3 separate regions of the Mus musculus genome follow, and all the other regions are linked to region 2. The links are chromatin contacts, called in public Hi-C maps. All regions are on one chromosome and are shown on one strand. Each heading gives the region's core, a stretch centred on a gene start, on an enhancer-like site or on the middle of the called end of the contact. The rest is flanking DNA. Distances are from core to core; before and after follow the strand shown.

The links. Hi-C and Micro-C count contacts between places; a contact is called where the count stands out from the background.
Region 1: a contact with region 2 is called in a Hi-C map of bone marrow-derived macrophages, with 37 read pairs. The contact joins two enhancer-like sites. A contact is called at or near these places in 9 of 484 Hi-C or Micro-C datasets (bone marrow-derived macrophages, embryonic stem cells, morula and 1 more), 6 of 115 datasets of contacts at active chromatin or transcription factors (differentiating embryonic stem cells, embryonic basal ganglia, embryonic stem cells and 1 more) and 1 of 9 other capture datasets (bone marrow-derived macrophages).
Region 3: a Hi-C map of bone marrow-derived macrophages shows a contact between it and region 2, with 36 read pairs. The contact joins two enhancer-like sites. A contact is called at or near these places in 4 of 484 Hi-C or Micro-C datasets (bone marrow-derived macrophages, embryonic stem cells, epidermal suprabasal cells and 1 more) and 4 of 115 datasets of contacts at active chromatin or transcription factors (SST interneurons, differentiating embryonic stem cells, embryonic basal ganglia and 1 more).

Annotation. Positions count from the first base shown.
Region 1 is chr2:166,188,766-166,191,465 of GRCm38.p6, forward strand. No RefSeq gene overlaps it. Among named protein-coding and RNA genes, the nearest start is that of Gm30536, 4.3 kb to the right of the region's middle. Within about 2 kb of position 1,381, at least 7 of the 459 cell types and tissues checked have an H3K27ac peak or open chromatin away from gene starts, as enhancers often do. A contact at or near this core is called in bone marrow-derived macrophages, where this site is marked.
Region 2 is chr2:166,356,754-166,359,453 of GRCm38.p6, forward strand. No RefSeq gene overlaps it. Among named protein-coding and RNA genes, the nearest start is that of Gm14268, 32 kb to the right of the region's middle. Within about 2 kb of position 1,293, at least 55 of the 459 cell types and tissues checked have an H3K27ac peak or open chromatin away from gene starts, as enhancers often do. A contact at or near this core is called in bone marrow-derived macrophages, where this site is marked.
Region 3 is chr2:166,125,966-166,128,665 of GRCm38.p6, forward strand. All of the region lies in intron 2 of Sulf2 (sulfatase 2), which reads right to left. Among named protein-coding and RNA genes, the nearest start is that of Gm52534, 7.1 kb to the left of the region's middle. Within about 2 kb of position 1,331, at least 15 of the 459 cell types and tissues checked have an H3K27ac peak or open chromatin away from gene starts, as enhancers often do. A contact at or near this core is called in bone marrow-derived macrophages, where this site is marked.

The sequences.
Region 1 (2,700 bases), core at 131-2,630, 170 kb before region 2:
GGATCAGGAGTCTGGCCTTCATGCTTTCATCCCAAGCACTTTCAAACGCTGAGCCATCTCCCAAGCTCTATGGAACTCTTGCCCCAACTATATACTTCAGTGTGTGTGTATGCATCTGTGTGTGAGTGTGTGTGTATGTGTGCATGTGTGCACATGTGTATATAGGTCTACCTACAGAGGCCAGAAGTGAGCCTCAGATTCCTTGAAGCTGGAGTGACAGGCTTTGGTAAGCCACTTGATGTGGGTCCTGGAACTCTGGACTCCTGTCTCCTGATAGAGCAGTGAGTGCCCTTAACTGCTGAGCCATCTCTCGAGCTTTGGCTTGGCTTTGTGTTCACCTTATTGATTGATAGTTTTAAAAACGTCCTTACTGCTTTGTCTTGACACAAAGGTGGTCTCATTCCACTCATCTTTTAAAGTCTCTGGTTGATGGTGGAAGCCTTCGCTCTGTGCCCCCCCACCCCGTGTTCTCCATCTTCTAGCGTCTCACGTGTGTGGGATCCCCTCAGACCTCAAGTGTCTGTGCACTCCTCTGTCGGCTTGTGAGGGCTTGTGGGATGGTGGGACGGACTGAAACAGTGAGGCTAGCCGGTTGTCAGTCTCAGTTACATCTATGAAGTCCCTTGTCCCATGTTAACTAATGTGACCGTGGGCAACGCCTCAGATGGCAGAGCTCCAAGGGACCCATCCAATGTTGAGGAGATAACCCAACTGGTAAAGAGTGAAAACATTGATCAGAAATTTCAGAGATGTGTGTGGCCACTGAGTCATAGAGACTCAGGCAAAGCCACCATGTGACAGACGACCTTCAAGAGCGACACAAACATCAGAGGTTTTCTGTGTACCCGAAGACACCTTGTATCATGGCGGTTCTTCAAGGCGCACCAACATTATGAGCCAACAGTTTCAGCCTTTGGGGGCTAAGCCCTTAGTCTATAGCCGTACCAACCCAAATGCTCCTGATCTCAGAAGCTAAGCAGGGTCGGCCTGGGTAGTCCTTGGATGGGAGAAAGCTGACTGAACTTACTGTTGGACCTGGCAACCTCCAGAAGAGTAAAACAGCCTCATTCAGGGTAGGCTCAGCTCGAGCCATGACGATGCCCATCAACACGGAGAATGGATAGTCACCGAGAACGAGGCTGCCAACTGCGACAAAAGGATAAGGTTGCTGAGGACATCATTGTGCACAGATCCCAAGAGTATTATGCTAAGTGAAGAAGCCAGACACAGTGTAACCGCTACACTTGCGTGTGATCCTAGAACATTCACAATTCAAGCCACGCTGACAGATAGTGGTTTGCAGGGGCCGGGAAGACGGGCAGGAGGGGATTGTGTTTTCTCTGGTGATGTCGTCTTTTAGATGGTGACTGTCACAGTGGTTATGAGGTTTCCTACACTTGTCAAAACTCATCAAAACGCTCACTTAAAGTCGCTGACTTCCACTGTCTGCAATTAACTTCCCATAAAGCTTATTTTTAAAAGCAGCATTATGTCACTAACATTAATGGCAAATCACCGCTCACTGCCAAAATAGCAGGCAACTGTAAAAACAAATACATATATTTTAAAAGGGTCGGAAAGGAAAACAGACAGCCCAGCTGTCATGAGTGTCTGTGCCCCAGTTTGTTTTTGTGTGCTCCAAGACTCCAGCCGGGGGGGCAGGGTCACATCTGCAGAGCCTTCCCACCACACAGTAGACCACCGGAGCTGTGCTGGGGACCACAAGGAGGGAGGTATTTTGAGTGGACATAACGTAGCATCGGTTTGGTGCAGGAAAGCTGTGGTATTACTCCATGACCATGCCAGCTACGTCAGCAGATAACCAGGAGCTGTGTTTAGTGAGAAGTGTTTCATATCTCCGGGACTTAGCACATGTGTCTCCCTAGCTGAGATTGCTTCTCCTTCATATCTAAGATAGCCAATACCTTCTTATCCTTAAGGGTGCTGTCGTCTCAGTTTCAAAGTATCCCCTCAGATGGGCCTTTTCTGACAGCCCCCCAGCTTTTGTAGCAAGGCTGCTCTTCAGTCAGTTTCTCTCTGCGTCAGCTCCTGTTCATTCTTTTCAAGGCATTTAAATAAGTAGCTTGGTGGCTGAGTGAATTTCTTGCATGTACTTGTCCCGTGTTTCGGACTGACCAGAGGCCCCAGCAGGTTAGAGGCAGGCAGGTCTAGACTGCCCAGTGTGGTTTCCCCAGAGCCCGCAGGGGACCTGTCACCTGGCAGGCTGCTTCAGTTTTCCTTGGCTGCACAATAAATTACCGTGAACTTGGCATGTGTGGTGCCTGTGGATCAGGACGAGAGGTCTGATTTAGCCAGGCCCCCAGGTCAGAGTCTCGAAGGCTTCAATCAAAGGGCTGTGGAGACGGCCCAGTGGGTAAAGCGTTTGCTGTGTAAGTGTGTGGACCTGAGTGGACCTGAGTTTGGTCAAGGCTGGCCTTGACCATGTGAGCCTGTGGTCCTGGCACTGGAGAGGCAGAGACAGGCAGAGCCCAGAGCCTCGCTGGTGGGACCATCTAGCCCAAACAGTGAGCTTCAGGCTCAGTGAAGGACCCCTGTCTCTATAATGTGGACAATGACAGAAGAAGACACTCAGACAGACCTCTGGCCTCCTTGTGTGCATGTGTACGTGAACACATCTGCTCACATGTGCGCGCACACACACAAACCATGTGTACATACACAAAGATTGCAGGTAAGACG
Region 2 (2,700 bases), core at 43-2,542:
TGTTAGATAGATGGCTTGGTTCCTTGGCTCGCTGGTGCCCTTTGTGGGCAAAATAAAATAAAAGTTAGATGCCTATTCCAATAGCGTGAAGCTGCGTTTAGACAGTGTTCTCCGTAATGCTAGCTGTCAGGGTCATGGTCATGGTCATGGTCACTGCAGCATTCCCACGCACAAACCTGAGAATGGTGCTGCCTTAGACTCCATGATCATGATACCTGCCTCTCCTCTCCTCTCCTCTCCTCTCCTCTCCTCTCCTCTCCTCTCCTCTCCTCTCCTCTCCTCTCCTCTCCTCTCCTCTCCCCTCCTCTCCTCTCTTCTCTTTCTCTTTTTCATTAAAAATTATTTATTTGTTTGTTTGTTTGTTTATTGTATATGAGTACACTGTAGCTGTCTTCAGACACACCAGAAGAGGGCATCAGATCCCATTACAGATGGTTGTGAGCCACATGTGGTTGCTGGGAATTGAACTCAGGACCTCTGGAAGAACAGTCAGTGTGCTCTTAGCCGCTGAGCCATCTCTCCAGCCCCTGCCTCTCCTCTCATATGGCCACCTTAGAGGCCCCAGAAGACTCTTGGGGCTCTTTCCCCTGTCCCTTACTCTGGACACCTCTTGTCAGTGGCCCAACATGCTCTATTCCTTTGAAATACTGGCTTGCCCAGCATTAATGGAAACTCACTTATTGTCTCCACTTGACACTGGATGCCAGACGCCTCAGCCCCCTGAAATGTCTACTTTCACCCCCCCACCCCCAATTCGACCTCCACTGTCCCAGAGAATATCATCAGATGAGGGAGGCAGGCATCAGTCACAGGCTCAGAGTCCTGGCTTGCTCCTCACACCCTCCTTCCACTCCACCACTAGCAGTTATCCCTCCAAATCACTGAGATTTCTGTCAGAAAAGTCTCCTGGACAACAGCCTAGCTCCTTGTCCTGTTCCTGGGGAGGCTGGCTAGGTGGGTGTGTCTCTCCGTGAGGTCAAAGTGCAGATCCCTTGGTGGGAACCAACACAGTGACTGCTTGGGTAGGGTACGGTGGGACTGCGCCAAGGTCCTGGGCTGAGGGGACACAGCTTCTCTCTCCAGGTCCATCCAGGTCACAGCCGTGGCTGGAAGCAGCTTCAGGCTCTTGTGCTTGGAGGCCTGGAAGCACTTCACACGTGGTTCCAGATGACAGCCAGGCTCTGTGCCGTGAGGCTGTGCAAAAGTAAATGCACTCTAGGACGAGCCAGGCCACCCCACCCCCATGCACACTTCCCGTTCTGACATCTACCATGAGTTCCACCCTGATGAGTAGCCCTGGGCATCAAGTCAGGCCTGCTGTGAGAGGATGCTGTGTAACCCTGGCTGGCAGAGTCTGTGGCTACGTGGTGATGCCCACACAGCAGCCACGTCAGCTTCATGTTGGCTGGGTCCAGTTTTGAGTTTCAGAGTGCAGATCCACACTTCTGGCTCCCTCTACAGAGATCACACACTCAAAGCCAATCTCCCACGGAGTTTTTCCTGTGGTAAAGCCTCCTTCAGGAGGTGCGGGTTCCAAGTCACATTCGGCAGGGCTGAGCTCCTCCTGGCTGGCTTCTGCAGGGGCTGAGGGTGCAGCACCCCTTCTGCAGTTAAGTCTCTAGTCTGCTCTGGAAGCCACCTGCAGTGGTGATGTGCTACAGCAGCCTGGGTTTCTGCAGGTCAGATGTGTGCCGCAGGCCTGGCATCCTCTCTCCTCACTCCCTTCCAGGCACGTGGGATGCCTGTCACACAGCTTCCATCTCCCCTCAAGTCCAATAATGGATGCTTCTAGAACAAACTCCCAGCAGCCTCCTCCAGAAAGTCCTCCCACAGCCCCCCTCAGGCAACAGAGACAGATGACCACACAAGGAGGATGCATGTTGTTTTGAAGATGCTTCCAGCTCAGGCCTTTATGTCCTACTGTGGAATAAAGAAGGGGTGTCCAGAATCCAGGGACTCTCCTCTGGTCTACCCTACTCCCATTTACCCAGCACCAGCCTCCCCCACCCCCCACAATACAGATTATACCTAGAGCTGACCCCAGGACACCACTTCCCACGAATACATTGAAGTATGGGAAGCAGAGGACATACCAAGAAATATGGGCCAAGGGTTTCTGAACCTTCAACATCATTAGACCAACCACATTCACAGGGCCAGCCCAGAAGCCACAGGCCACCGCAGTGTATGAGACTCTGGCTGCTCCGGTCCTTCCCTGGCACTAGTTACTCACACAGAGCTGTCTCATCCTTAGCAGAGGTGCTGCCCAGGAGCCTCCCAGGGCAGGAATGGAGACAGCTTCCACCTGGCCATGTCTCCTGTCTACCGGAGGCAGGGACTCAGATGACAGGGAAAGCTGACCTGGAAGTCACATGTCAGCTGTTCCTCTTTCTAACTGTACCTTCACGGGTACCAGCTTCCCTGAGCCTCTGAGTCCTGAGGTGTGGAGCATGGGTAATGACATTCGCTCCATGGGATGTCATAGTAGTTAATGAGCTACTGTTGTAAAGCCCTTGAAACATAGCTAACACAGGTAGTTCCTGGAGCCATTCCTAGGTTTAGTCCTAGGGCACACTGGCTACTCTACAAAGCTGTCCTTGGATCTGTTCCAGAGGGACCCTGAGCACTGGGTTCTAAGGGTGGCAGAAAAGACAAGCATACTCCAAATGGCCCAGAGATCCGGGCACATCTGGATGCATC
Region 3 (2,700 bases), core at 81-2,580, 230 kb before region 2:
ATCCGGGTTCCAGTAACTAACCTGAGGGCACAGCAGCCTCCCTGTATGCTTTCTTCAAGCCCGTTCACCCCTAGCAAAGACGCTAAACCCTCTGTGACTTGGCCAAACCCAAGATCACGTGACTATGTAAGAATGCCCACATCCCACGTGACTGCTGGGGCGTGGTCCTCAGGGGCTGCTCTTCATTTACTGTTTTATCCCTTTTTTGCCCTTTGACCTTTGCTTCCTGTTGCCAAGTACGTGGCAGTTCTGAAGCACAAGGTGGCCTCGAGGACAGATGTGACACAGAAGGGATGACAGAGTAGAAAGCTAGAGACATCTTGACACTACCACTCCAATTCTGGACCACCGGCCCCAGACATTTTTATGTGTCGAAGAAGCAATGCTAGGTTTCATTTTCCCAAGCAGCCAAGCCTAATTCTGACACACTTTCTAGAATTCAGACGAACCTGCCCCTCAACACCCTTGTCGACGAATAAAACTAGAAAACCCTCGCAGGAATGCACTTGGCAGTTTGAACCCAGGATGGGCCACTCCTGAGATAACCTGCATCCACACGCCTTCATTTCGCTGGTGAGTGGCAGCTGGAATGTTCAGAATGGATGTCGGTGGATGAAGCTGCCCTGAACTGCTGCCTGGAATCTGGGTGCATCTCCCTAGCTGCCTGCCATCTGGCCCCCGTGAGAGCCGAGGGTTTCCAACCCATCCCTTGGTTACCGGTCAGCAGGGGAGTGTAGTCTCCTCATCTGCCAGATGGAACGTGGAAAATGGGGCTGCCGGGTTCTCCTTTCCCGGGTCTGCTTTGCGCAGGATGTGGACGTCAGAGCTGGGGTCCTGAAGGCCTCAGTGTCCAGTAAGTGTACCCAGTAAGGTGCACAAAGCCTAGGAGCTGTACCTTGTCCCACTGTCCCCACTACATGCCTGAACCTCAGAAATCAAGGCTCACCCTCAGCTTCAGACTCCACCATGGCTGTCTGTGGAGTGGCTCCTCCCTTGGGGGCACTGAGCAACCCCATCACCTTTCCCCCACAGCTTTGCAGTCCCTGGAGATGTTCTCCACAGGTCTTACTTGTGACCTATCTGCCCATCTTTCCAGCTTTGCCTCTGAGCCTGCACCACTGCAATAGAGCACTGGCTGGGCTCCTCTTGTGCCTGGACAGCTGTAGACTCCGCACCTGCCTCACTGTACAGTCAGCCTCTTCTCCACCTAGTGAAATGGAAGTCAGACTGTTTCCCTTCTCTGACCCATGTATGCCTGACATCCACCCTCCCCAGAAAGTCAAGTCCTCTCCCTGGTTCAGCCTCAAGCCCTCACATGATGAACATCACCATCAGCACGCCTCAGACTTCCCATTTTCTGTGCCCTGGGTCACAGTGCTGCCACTCTGTCAGCCTGCATGCCTCTGGCCCTTTGCACCAACTATTACTGCTGCTTGAATGTGCTTCCTAGAATTCCTGTTAATAAGTTCCCTGGCCTTTCTTGATCCTGTGTCCCCTTTATCAATGAGATCATTATGGATAAAGTTTCACACGACCTCCCCACCCCCACAACTCCCTTCCCTCTTTGCTTGACTTCTGATCCTTTCTCACCACCTTCCCTGTCATATGCAGTTTTTTTTTTCCTCTCCTCCTCCTCCTTCTTCTTGTTTTGATTTTCCGAGACAGGGTTTCTCTGTGTAGCTCAGGCGGTCCTAGAAGTGACTCTGTAGCCCAGGCTATCTCGGAACGCAGAGATCTTCCTGCCTCCGTCTGCAAGTGCTGGGATTACAGGTGTGGACCGCCACTGCCCAGCTTTTAGTTTGTGTGTTTTGTCTTGGTTATTGACACACAGCTGTGCTAGACGCCCAGCGCTGCAGTAAAGATTCTGTTACTTTGTTGCTCTTTGCACATCAGTCAAGATTCTGTCTAGTTTGTTACTTTGTTGCTAGTTACCCTTCTCTAAGAACAAGTGCTCAGTGAATGAGGATGACGGAGCAAGTGAGGGTCGCATGGTTCATCATCCTGCAGCAGATGTGTGGGGAAACGCTGAACACCCCCTAACTTAACAGTCCCGGCTGCTTGTGTCCTCCAGAGCCAATGTCCAGTTTCCCTTGAGGGAAACCTGCCCAGCTCACCTCAATCCCAGGCTAGAGATTTCTGGGCTGTCTAATGGCCCTGCTGGCTGCACTGGCCTTTATACAGAAGTGCTTAGCAAGCTGTCTGAAGGCAGAGCCAGCTTGGAAGAAGGTAGAGATGAGGTCACACAGAGACCGGTGACATCTGGAGGAGGCCTTGGGACAGAGGGAGGGAGACAGAGACAGCGGGGTAGGCAGGGAGGATGCACGGGCCGGGCCAATGTCTCTCGGGCTGGGCCCCGGCCTGAAGCGAGGATGGAGAGACAGAGAGACAGACCCGGGGACGGCGAGACACACGGAAGCTGGGATGGTGCCTCTTGGTCGGATGCGGACTCGGGCTTGGTCCCCGGTGAGCAGAAGGATCTAAACGCACCTGAAACTCCAAGTACGCTTGAACTTCTCATTTCAATCCCCAGTAAGTTGCTGGTTCCAGTTCATCCAGCATTGCTTGGGCTGAGTTACAAGAAGTCACTTGTAACCAGGAGAGGCGAGACCTATGCTTGTCTGATTTTGTTTTCTTTTTGAGACAGTCTCATTATCTTCCAGGTTGGCCTGGAACTTGTGATCCTCTTGCCTCTACCTCCTG